Regions from separate parts of the Mus musculus genome. Here all the other regions are linked to region 1. Evidence: chromatin contacts called from public ChIA-PET and HiChIP or PLAC-seq data. All regions are on one chromosome and are shown on one strand. The core of a region is the stretch at or near the end of the contact, and the rest is flanking DNA. Distances in the headings are between cores, read along the strand shown.

Region 1 (2,700 bases), core at 6-2,505:
TGTGCTCGCAGACCCAGCCCCTTTCCACGCACACGCGCGCGCGCGCGCACACACACACACACACACACACACACAAACCCGGAAGCGACACCCCCTTGCTTCCACTCCGCAGCCCATCCCCCCTGCTCCCCGCACCCCACTCCCAGCGCCCCCCACCCCACCCCAATTACACCACGACCGTCCGTCCACCCACGCTCCCGGGAACCCGCCTCCCCTAGCTCCGGGGTTTGCCCCGAGCGGCGGAGCCCAGAGAGGAAACAGGAAGAAGGAAGGAGGGCTGCGCAGGGCCTAGGCCTCTCCTGCGGCCCGGAGGTGAGGGGAAGCGGGCAGGCTCAGGCCTCCTCCCCGCGCCCGGACCGCACCAACCCCGCACCGCACCACCCCGCCCGGGCCTCACTTACTCGCCACCCGCGGGCCATCGAGTCCGCCGCCCGCGGTCGCCGCCCCCGGGACGCCCAGCTCCGGCTTCTTGGGCCCCGCGGGCGGCCCCGCTCCCCCGCCCGGGAGCGCTCCCGGAGGAAAGGCGGCCCCGGCCGCGGCCGCTAGCGCCAGCGGGACGCTGTTGCTATGGAGGCCAAGCCCCGGGGCCGCGCCGGCGGCTGGGTCCTCGTGCAGGAACTGACACTCCTCGCCGTAGAAGCACGTCTTGTCCTTGGCGTAGTAGCGGCAGTACTTGAGCTTCACGCCCGCCGCCGCCGCCGGCCCGCCGGGGACGCCCCCGACGCCCGACGAGGCCGCCACCGCCACCGCCACGGCCGCCGCCAGCGAGGACGACGACGGCGAGGCAGCGGCCGAGGGCGGCGGGAGGCCACCGCCGCCGCCACTGTTCATGGCCACGCCGCAGCCGCGTCCCCCGCCGCCACCATAGACGAGGGCGGGAAGGAGCCGCCGCCGGAGCCGGATGGAAGCCGGGCGGGCGGGTTGGGCCCCGCTGAGGGAGCCGGAGCCGCCCGGGGAGGGGGAAGGGCGGGCGGGCGGCGAGCAGGGATTCTCCCTCTCCCTCTCCGCTGTCCTTAAAGGGGCCGCGCGGGACGCCGCGGTGGGCGCGCGGCCGGGGCTGCGGGGAGAAACGACCCTGAGGCGGCGGCGACCGGAAGCTGTGGGGCAAAGGCACGGCGGGAGGGAGCCGCCGGTTTGTTTTTAAACTCTTGCCCTCCGCTCGCTCGTCGGCTCGCGCTCCGGGTCCTCCCGACTTGTTTATGCCATTTTCCTCTTCCTGAGACGCTCGCCGCCTCTGCGCCTGCGCGAGTGGCGCGGGGCCTTGTGGGTAGGAGGCCTGGCCCGGGGGTGGGGGACCGCAGGCGTGGCCCCCACGGGGCGTCCGCGAGCTGACCGGAGGCGGTTGCTTCAGCCCGAGCCCTCGGAGGGAGGCCTTCCCCACGGCGGCGGCGCCGAGGCTCTCACGAGACCCGGTGGTAGTCCGCTTGGAGGGGAAAACACAAAATGACAGTCCGTCTCAGGTCCTTGGAAGGGGACGCAGCCCAACCTCGCTCCCCGGAGAGGAGAGTTTGCTTCCGTTTGTCACGTTTCCTCTCCCTTTCCCTGTGCTCCGCCACCCCTCTAGCCTTTGTTTTTTTTTTTTTGTTTTTTTTTTTTAAATCCTCCCCCTCGAAGGTGATGGACTACTGGCCAGATAGCCTTAGCTTCTGGGCTCTTTGTCAAAAGATGGAGCCAGAACCCTGGATGCCACCAAACCCCTGCTTAGAGCAGCACCTGTTTCCTCCGCTTTGATGGCCCTCGGGATTTTTTTCTCTCAAAGGTGCCACCTGGGACAGTGCTACCTTGGCAGCACGGGAAGACCCAATTCCAAATGTGCTGGAATGTTTTCCTACTCTGCATTCGAAATTCACTTTTTAAAAAAAAGTTTTCCCCTCATTGATTTCCAATTTGCTCCCCCCACCACCACCTTTTTTTAAAGGGGAGAGGCGTGAAGACAATTGAACCGCAGTGAAGTGAAAAATTGATATTAGGGTTTTAGAAATCTTCTCTAAAAGATTTTCTCAAAAGACAAATCCCTGTTATGAAAAGGACGGGTGTGGGCAGCATTTAAGGAATCGTGGCAGCCTGACGAAGTCACAAAAGAATATATAAAGTTTCACACTGCCAAAAGGGTGAGGTTGAGATGCATGCTATATAGATCCCAATCTGGTAAGCCTAGTGATGCTGCCCAGGGAAATTCTAAGCTGCTATCTCTGCGTGGACGCAGTGTTCACTCATTTAAATATCCAACAGGTATTTGTTAATGTTAATTACATGTTCCCAAGGAGCTGGGGATGCAAAAGTTAACCAGATGCAGTCGGACCTGAATTCAGAGGGCTTATTTATCCTCCGGCTAATGAGGCATAAGATGTGAATTAGTGTCTAGTGTTAACATCAGCTGTTAGAGGGGATTTAAAGAGTTGAACTCCTACTGAGAACTGTTGGGGAGTGGGGAGAGTGTTTACAGCATCCTTGAATTCAGACCTGCCTTTGGAACCTGCTTGCTTCTCTGTGTCTCCTTTGTACATTTGAGATTAAGTAAGTATCCACTTCATAATGAGCGAAGTGGTTCATAAAAATGTCCCGTGTTTGGGAAGAATTCAATCTAGCACTTGCTTTTTATTGCTGCTAGGTGTGTAGAGAAAGAGCATTCTAGCCGAAGCTAACAGCTTGTGAAGGAGGTCTCCAGGTGAATGGGGGTAGGGTTTTAGTAGTGTAATG
Region 2 (2,700 bases), core at 195-2,694, 530 kb before region 1:
TGGAGACTAAACGAAGCACGAAACGATGCCCACCAACAGTCACAACCCTGACTCCACATGAGCCACACACATAACAAATGCCATCACCAGAAACCAGTAAGAACAAGATGCGTATCTGATGTTTTCCACTCTCATCTTTGTACCTGAAAAATTACGGTACGTGTGAGCAGAGATCTTTAATAACTGTCAACACACGATTAGCTATGTCCACGTGACAGCAAAATACAACTACCTAACAACTTAAAAGCCAAAACGGCTATGTGACAGGGATCTATTTCTTTAAGTCACTTCCCACCTATTTATTGTCAGAGACGTCCCACTGGTTTTCATAACAGACTTAAAAAAAAAAAAAAAGCCTGTTTTGTGTCTTAACGCTTGAGAGTCTACGGTATGAATTTTTCTTTTGAAAGGACCTCCTGTCGCCTTTAAATGATACCAAAACCATCTCATGCTTATCCTGAAGGAAAGTTTTGAGCTAAGACAGAAATTATGGCTCTGACTTCCTGCGCTCTTACGTTCTCTGGTAACCGCTCCTAACTTTACCAACCAGCAAATATTCCTGTGAAGCACTTACATAACAAAAGAGTGCAGGCGCCTCTGGCACGCCGCCAAGCGTACTTCTCTGGGTGTTTGTATTTAAAATAGAACGGTAGTAACATCACTTGCAAGCCTTTCCCTGCACAGACTCAGAATGAAGGGGGTTGAAAAATGGATGGAGCAAGCCTTACCATTCTAGGGCTCCAAGGAAATAACACATCGGTGCTAAATTAAGACGAAGACACGGACCGAATTATCCCGAGCTGGGGGTGGAGAGGGGTGGGAGCTCGCTTAGGCTAACCCGCTGTCGCCTCTGAAACACCGTGCTCAACCTGACATCCCCGGAAGGTGCGAGTGGGTTGCAGCCTCTCTCCGGCGGAGCAGAAGATGTGGGCAGCGGGGAGCGGGCTCTCTGATGCCAGAGAAGCCAGCAAAAGGCACCGCCTCCGCCCCGCTCTGCACCTGTCTCCAGCCGGATCGGGACGCGCGGACAGCAGTCGCTCACCTGGGTCTGGAGGAGCCAAGAAGGATGTGCAGAGAGACCAGAGCAGCCTCCGGGAGCATCCCGGGCCGGGCTACCTCCGCACGCAGCTCCTTCGCAGCTGGAGTTTGCAACGCGCCCACGCGTCCAGACTCCTGACCCACCCGGGTCTTCTGCAACTTGACAGAGCGCGGGCTGAGGTGGCGCAGGTGGCGAGCTTAGGGCACCGGGGTACCTGGGGCCGTGGCCGCAGCCAGCCCTCCGCCCGCGCACTTCACCACTGGGCACCGCCCAAGCCGCCGGGCTCTGATCACAGGGATGGCCCGGGCTGAGGACGCCTCGCCGGACAAAGACGCCGCTCCCGCCCACCCTCCAGTGAGGTGCCGTCCGCGGTGACAGAAGCCGGGCTGCAGCGGCCCGAGGCGCGCACCCCCTCCCGGCCGCCCGGAGATGCTCGCGAGCCCCGGCGCCTCCTCTCGTCCGGAGCCCCGTGGGGGGAGCCGAGCGCCCTCTGCTGGCCCGACACGACCCGGCAGCTCACGGGACCACAGTGGTCCGGAGCATCCAGCCTCAGACCCCAGAGAAAGGAGAAGCAGCCTGAGGTCGCTGACCTAGACTCCTGACTCCCACGAGTGGGATGTGCTGTGGTCCAATCGGAAGAGAGAGCCTCTTTTAATTGCGTGCAGCAGGAAGAATTGGGGTCCAGCGGGTGAACTCGCAAGGGATGTAGCGGGGCTGATGGACAGGAGACTAAAGAAGTCTCTGTAAGGGTTTTGTGTGTGATTGTGTGCGGGTTTGGCGGGGGTGGGGGTGGGGGAGTTGGGGTGTTTGAGGCAGGATCTCACTTGAGACTCACAGATATCCTCTTGCCTCTGCCTCCAAATCTAGGGGTAATGCATAGCCGGCTACCCACTTGAAAGACTCTTGTCTCAACGCAAGCTTGTCTGCTTCGTAGTTCACAACGTTCCTCAGAAGTAAACATGAACGCAGGACTTCTCAGTAGCCCTTCCAGGTCGCCTGAAAGCAGCGCACCTGGGAAGCCTGAAGACAGCCGGGGGGCTTCTCCAGCCTCTGGCTCACAAGATTTGGGACAGACTGACAGAGAAGACAATGAGATGCTGGCTTACTGATGTGCTTGCTCGCTTTCTCTTGGGGGTCGGGAGTGTGGGGAAAATGGGCTCCCTCCCCCACCCCAGCATTGCTGTGCCGAGCAACATTTTATACCAGCTGAATTTTTGTACTAACTGGTCTATATTGTGAAGGGAAATCATGAAAGAGCACTTTTCACACGGCTGTCTTTTTACATTATTCTATGTGGCCTCCCATTTCTTCTGGAGGAATCTAGGGCACGTTTTATCGCTTTTCCTGTCACCTTCGGGTGTTAACAAGCGGTCTGACTGGCTGTTATTACAAAGTCCAGTCCAATCTAAATCAAACTTTAAGCTCATTTCATTTAAGCCTTCGCCCCTCCCTTCCCCTAACTCACAAACCCCAGCCTGACTTAAACCTAGAAAGATAGTAAAGCCTCCTTTGTGCCATTCACTTTCCTATTTGGGTGCTCTGTGAAGCCCATGCCTCCCAGGTGCAAGGAATGAGGTCCTGGCGCTACAGCTCCTTCCTCGGGCCACTCCCACTCCTCCAGGGACTCATCCCACCCCCACCCCCATCCCACAGGCAGACCT
Region 3 (2,700 bases), core at 35-2,534, 730 kb after region 1:
TTATTTAACTTCTAAAACCAGATACCACAAATCTACAGCGCTAGACGTTCAGATAATACTTCTGTCGGAGCAAAAGGCTGAGGGGATTGACTGACTGAGTGTGGGAAGGGGATGGGGACACCAGGACACAGGAACGCTCTTCACCAACGATTGTCTGGCTGCTGCATGCACAAACATGTACACACACAACATTCTGTTAGAATGTGTGCATCTTACTATCCACATGACACCAATTTAGAAAGAAAGAAAGAAAGAAAGAAAGAAAGAAAGAAAGAAAGAGAGGGGGGAGGGAGGGAGAGAGAGAGAGAGAGAGAGAGACCATCCTTTTTAGCCACTGAGTAATATCACTGACTGGTTGTCTGCTGGTAGCATGGAACAAAGCCATAGGACAGATTCACCCAGGTACTCAATCAGCCCTTGGGCCTGGGTCAATGGGAGTGGCTATCTGCACATCTCATTTTAGCCCTAGATTTAAAAATTAATTACGTTTGTTTGTCTCCTAGGCACCACTCTTTAAAACAGTAACAATGTGGGCCAGAGAGATGGCTCAGTGGTTAAAAACACTGGCTGTTTTCACAGAGGATCTGGGTTGGGTTTCTGGCTCTCAGTTGGCACACAACCATATTAATCTCCAGATCCAGGGGGAATCTGATGCCCTCTTCTGGCCTCCTTGGGTACTGCATGCATGTGTTGCGCATAGCCACATACAGGCAAACATTCATACACGTAAAATAACCATCCCTTCATCGTACACATAAAATTGTACACATAAAACCACCCCTTCATCATACACATAATATAAAAATAATGATAAAAATCATTTTTAAAATTACAGCAATCTTTGTCCCAGCTGCCATGTGGCCCCTTTCCTAGTTTGGGGAAGGGGGCCTTCAGATTCCTTGAGAAATTCTCATTGCCCTGTGACTCTCTTACTTATGGTAGAAGTGGGGCCAGCCAGACCCTGCTGTCGTTAGCATCAGGTTGAATGGAGACGGAACGGAGCTCTGAGAGAGCTAGCTCCAGGAATGATCAATTCTCAGACATCCACTTTCCAGGAAGTGGAAGGCCTCTGGTCTGCCACGGGGCTGTGCTGGCTTGAGGGCCACTCGGGCTAAGCTGGGTATGGAAGATACTGATTACAAAGCCATTTGTAACCCGTGGTTGGGTAATATAACCATCCCTTCCTCAGCGTGCTGGCCACAGTTCTCTGCCAGGCCAGGAGTTATGGGTTTTTTATTGGTGCTACAGGGGTGATATTTGAGCAGCCTTAGCGCTTAGTCATTTCTGGTTATCAGTGAACTGTAATGTTTCAAACTGCCGGGGGGATGGTCAGAGATAAACTTGGGCCAGCTGCAGACTGAGTGGCGCCTGTGACTGGCTTCACGTGTGTTGTGGATACTCTTTCTATACATCTCTTTCCTCTTTCTCCTCCTCCTCCTCTACCCTTTCCTCCCCTCCTCCCCTTCTCCTTCTCCCCCTCCTCCTTCTCTACCACCAGCACCACCAACTCCCCCCTTCTTTTTAATAAGTTGTGGGATGATACATCATTTTTTTTAACCTAGACATATGTATAATGAAAAAAAAAACCCTCAGATGCAAAGGTGAGAGATGGTCCTATTGACAGCTGTTTCCTTCTTTGCTTTTCCTTCTCTCTTGCTTCTCAGTCATTTGGCCTAGAACAAGTGGATTTGGGGGACAGAATTGACCAGAAAAAAAAATTTTTAAGGCAGTCAGTTCAGGGCTGGAACAGGGCATGTCTCTTCAGATTTCTGAGCTCAAGGCCAGCCTGGTCTACAGAGTGAGTTCCAGGACAGCCAAGGATACACAGAGAAACCCTGTCTTGAAGCCCGCCACCCCCCCCCCCAAAAAAAAGAGAACCAAATAGACTTTGTAGCCACATCAGTCTCCTAGGTACATCACAAGGGCTGCAGGTACAGATGTTACATCGTATCCAAACAAGATGATCTCTGAGGTCCTCTAACTGCCCCGGGAAGCACACTGAAACGTCTCCAGGGGAATCTGCAGGGTAGCTCATGTTTGTGTCAGTTTGATCTCTAGCGAAGGGCATCTGGATCCTTCCTCGAGAAAACCGAGAAAACCATGGTGTGGCAGGTGAGGACCCTGAATGTCTTTAACGGCAGCACTTGAGAGGCAGAGGCAGGAGGATCTCTTTGAGTTTGAGTGCATCCTGCTCTACGTAGCATGTCCCAGACTATCAGGGGGTTACACAGTGAGACTCCCAAAGTCTTCCCCTTGACCTGCAGAGGTCTCTTATTTTATTTCAATGGTGTCTCTCACTTATGTACCTAGTAGTGCATTTGGTTGTAAGGGAGTGAGAAAAATTCCACTCTCTACAGTTAAAGGGGAAAGTCTGGCAGCTGCAAAGGGGGGAAGCAGGTCTCCAAGCAGGTCTCTGAACGTAGGGTACTGACAAGATCGTTGGACACTTTAAACCATTCATACCATTCCTGGGGCTTATGGGAACCCCTTAAACAGCACCTTTTCTCTTTGCCTTTACCCAAATAATATCTTAAAATAACCTCTGTTGCACCCCTAGTGCCAGGCTGAGTCTGAGTAGCCATCAAGGCAGACAGGCATCCAGCCATCAGGGATGGTGGTAAGCGGCTGGTTGGTGGGCTCACGTAATCACGAGACTCTCTTACCCCAGCAGTATCAGGCCGTTTCCTGGTGATATTTTTG
Region 4 (2,700 bases), core at 105-2,604, 660 kb after region 1:
AGTTTAAGGTTTTCTCAGCTGACCGATGTGAGTCTCTCCCATGTCCCCTGAGCCTTTCACACCTGTGTACACTTTAAGGCAACATTCCGTCACCTGTTTGCCCCAGCAAAACACCATCCAACCGACTTCCAAAGACCCTTCAGTTTCTACTTCAATGACACCACGTAAGACTCTGGGTGGCAGTGCCGAGGGCGTGCATGCTCTACATCTGCTCCCTTCCTTGCTGGGGAGGAAACAGAGGCTACCTGGTTACTCCGGGCGATGCTGCGGTTCATGTGGGAACTAGGTCAGGAGTGCAGCTTCCACTGCCAGCCTGTCTGTGGTGTGGGCTGGATAGCAGGCATTTGTGGCGTAACCAAGTAGCTGTAGTAAGGCTCCCTAGGGAAAAACCATGGCCTCTGATGTGCGCCCCAAATATTCCAGAGTGTGGTCTACTTCTGTTCTCATAGGCTGGTCAGTCAGTGTTGGAGCATGAGTTTTTATTTTGTTTTGCTGTTGCTGCTGCCTGCCTGCCTTCCTTCCTTCTCCTCCTCCTCCTTCTCCCCTCTCCCTCCTCTTCTTCTTTTCTACACAGGGGGCCTCACTATGTCGCTATGCCTGTTCTGGAACACTCTATGTAGATCAAGTTGGCCTAGAACTCTCTGAGGACCAGGATGCCATTGAACCCATAGGCCGCAGCCTCCTGAGTTCTAGCATTAGATGTGCATGTGGCTTTTATTTCAAGAATCAAATTCAACAAGCAAGGCCAGAGGATGACAAGATACACAGATTGGGAGTTTCACTACTTCTCAGCCTTTTGGCAGACACCAAATTAGAAGTCATCTTGGGTTGGCAAGATGGCTTAGCGGTTAAGAGCACTGACTGCTCTTCCGAAGGTCCTGAGTTCAAATCCCAGCAACCACATGGTGGCTCACAACCATTCATAATGAGATCTGATGCCCTCTTCTGGTGTGTCTGAAGACAGGTACAGTGTACTTACATATAATAATATATAAATTTTTGGGCGGGAGCTAGCAGAGATCCTGAGTTCAATTCCCAGAAACCACATGGCCTGTAACCTTCTGTACAGCTACAATGTACTCATATATATAAAATAATAAATAAAATAAAATTTATTTTTAATAAAAAAGAAGTCTTCTCTGATCCCACCCCGTACTCTCTTTCTCTGGTGCTTCTTAATACAGTATAAATATGGTTTTTTTTCTTGTATCATTTGTTGATCTCAGTGGGTTTTTAGGACAGGTATGAGGGTTAAGCTTCGTTCCATACGGTGTGAGGCTGTGGTGTCTGCACTGGCCTGTACTTGAGTTCTCAGCCTGCTCTCGGGCTGAGGCGGGCTGAGGTGTTCGCACCCTCCCTGCTGCTCACACCCTCCCAGCTGGGCGCCTGCTTCCTTCCCCCCTGAAGCTTTCTTAGTCTCCCAAGGTCACGCGGGATTCCCCACCCCTCAGCCGCTTTCTCCTTCCTGGTTGGCCGATCTCTCTAATGCCTTGACCTCAGCTGACCCTGTTCAATGTTCAACCTGGCAATGAGAAGCGCTAGCTTCTAAAATAAGGTTGGAGCAGGAAACTGAGAAAGATTTATTGAACTTTCCCATTTATTTAAACAGCAAGAAAAGCAAGAAATAATAGTTTAGCATAAACTGTAGTGTGCAAACACAATGTGTACTTAAATTTCCTATATAGCAGGTCTGAATGCTGGACATTCATTTATTTCTCACATAAACATGTACATTGTTCATAATCAACTTTTCAAAGTAACATGTCCTTGTCAGTACCCCCCCCCCCCAGCCTTAGCTATGGACATTGGATGCAGGAGATTTCTAATTTCTAGCGCATTTCTACAGATACAAGGTTTATCCTACAGTAAGTTAATTCTTTTCATGAGAACAGTACAGGTTATCAGCTTGCTTCCATGCGATTTTGTATTTCTGAAACAGGGAGAAGGAAGGCTTGTTCGATGTGTTTCGTGTCTGAGAGGGAAGTTGTCAGGTGGTGTCCTTGCTTTACCAGCAGGGTTTAGCACATTACTGCTTTCTTATTATCGGAGTGATGGCCACAGTCTCTGCAGCTTCACCTTCATCCTTTGGTGATAATCTCTCTGTATAGAAAGTCCTCATCTTTCCAAAAATTTGTCCTGGACATTCAGGAGAGGTGCACCTGGCATTTGCTTGTGGCCTGCAAGGTCTTATATCTGTGTGTCTTAATTATCTGTATCTAATACAATCTAACACCATAATTCTCTGTAATAACAATATTGACCTGTGAGGCTGGTTCCTCCCTGTCTTTTGTTCTAGTCGTTGGTCTTTGGCGGACTGTTCCACATTGACTCACCTGTCCATGTTTTAGGGAGGTGAAATGGCCGCCTTACCTACTTGTAGATGGAAAGAGGGCACAGTGGCATGGGTTCTGTTCCTCAGGAAACCCATGTCTGGGCAGAGACGCACCGCTCAACCACTTAATGCTGTGGCCCAGAGCAGACTCGGGCTGCAGCTTCACAGTCCTGCTCTAGCGTGCCTGCTGTCTGTCCTTCCATAGTGGCTTCATCCTCTCATGCGATTGGTTTTTATAAAATATTTGGGGGTGAGGGTGTCCACACAGGATTTCTCTGTGCAATAGCTCTGGCTGTCCTAAAACTCTCTGGAGACCAGACTGGCGAGATCCACCTGCTTCTGTCTCCTGAGCGCTGGGATTAAAGGTG

Evidence for each region. ChIA-PET counts read pairs in DNA pulled down with a chosen protein or histone mark. HiChIP or PLAC-seq counts read pairs in DNA pulled down with a chosen protein or histone mark.
Region 2: an H3K4me3 HiChIP or PLAC-seq map of bone marrow-derived macrophages shows a contact between it and region 1, with 5 times the contacts expected there. The contact joins the promoter of Mtus2 here to the promoter of Pan3 in region 1. A contact is called at or near these places in 1 of 39 promoter capture datasets (second pharyngeal arch cranial neural crest), 2 of 484 Hi-C or Micro-C datasets (embryonic fibroblasts and ventral hippocampal neurons) and 6 of 115 datasets of contacts at active chromatin or transcription factors (bone marrow-derived macrophages, embryonic forebrain, extraembryonic endoderm stem cells and 3 more).
Region 3: a contact with region 1 is called in a FOXA1 HiChIP or PLAC-seq map of pancreatic cancer cells. The contact joins the promoter of 4930573C15Rik here to the promoter of Pan3 in region 1. A contact is called at or near these places in 4 of 39 promoter capture datasets (the C10 cell line, erythroid cells, hippocampal neurons and 1 more), 1 of 484 Hi-C or Micro-C datasets (large pre-B cells) and 1 of 115 datasets of contacts at active chromatin or transcription factors (pancreatic cancer cells).
Region 4: a contact with region 1 is called in an RNA polymerase II ChIA-PET map of memory CD8 T cells, with 6 read pairs. The contact joins the enhancer-like site here to the promoter of Pan3 in region 1. A contact is called at or near these places in 2 of 484 Hi-C or Micro-C datasets (CD4 T cells and CD8 T cells), 4 of 115 datasets of contacts at active chromatin or transcription factors (bone marrow-derived macrophages, memory CD8 T cells, pancreatic cancer cells and 1 more) and 2 of 9 other capture datasets (adipose tissue and liver).

What each region holds. Positions count from the first base shown.
Region 1 is chr5:147,428,711-147,431,410 of GRCm38.p6, reverse strand. Pan3 (PAN3 poly(A) specific ribonuclease subunit) reads right to left here and starts at 1,255. Exons shown (of 19, transcript NM_028291.5): 1 at 402-1,255. The coding sequence starts at 831.
Region 2 is chr5:147,956,064-147,958,763 of GRCm38.p6, reverse strand. It overlaps Mtus2 (microtubule associated tumor suppressor candidate 2), which reads right to left and starts at 1,444. Exons shown (of 15, transcript NM_001359503.1): 1 at 1,043-1,444.
Region 3 is chr5:146,702,421-146,705,120 of GRCm38.p6, reverse strand. 4930573C15Rik (a long non-coding RNA gene) reads right to left here and starts at 1,284. Exons shown (of 2, transcript XR_868703.2): 1 at 934-1,284.
Region 4 is chr5:146,770,890-146,773,589 of GRCm38.p6, reverse strand. All of the region lies in intron 1 of Usp12 (ubiquitin specific peptidase 12), which reads left to right. Among named protein-coding and RNA genes, the nearest start is that of Usp12, 23 kb to the left of the region's middle. Within about 2 kb of position 1,354, at least 72 of the 459 cell types and tissues checked have an H3K27ac peak or open chromatin away from gene starts, as enhancers often do. A contact at or near this core is called in CD8 T cells, adipose tissue, liver and 1 more, where this site is marked.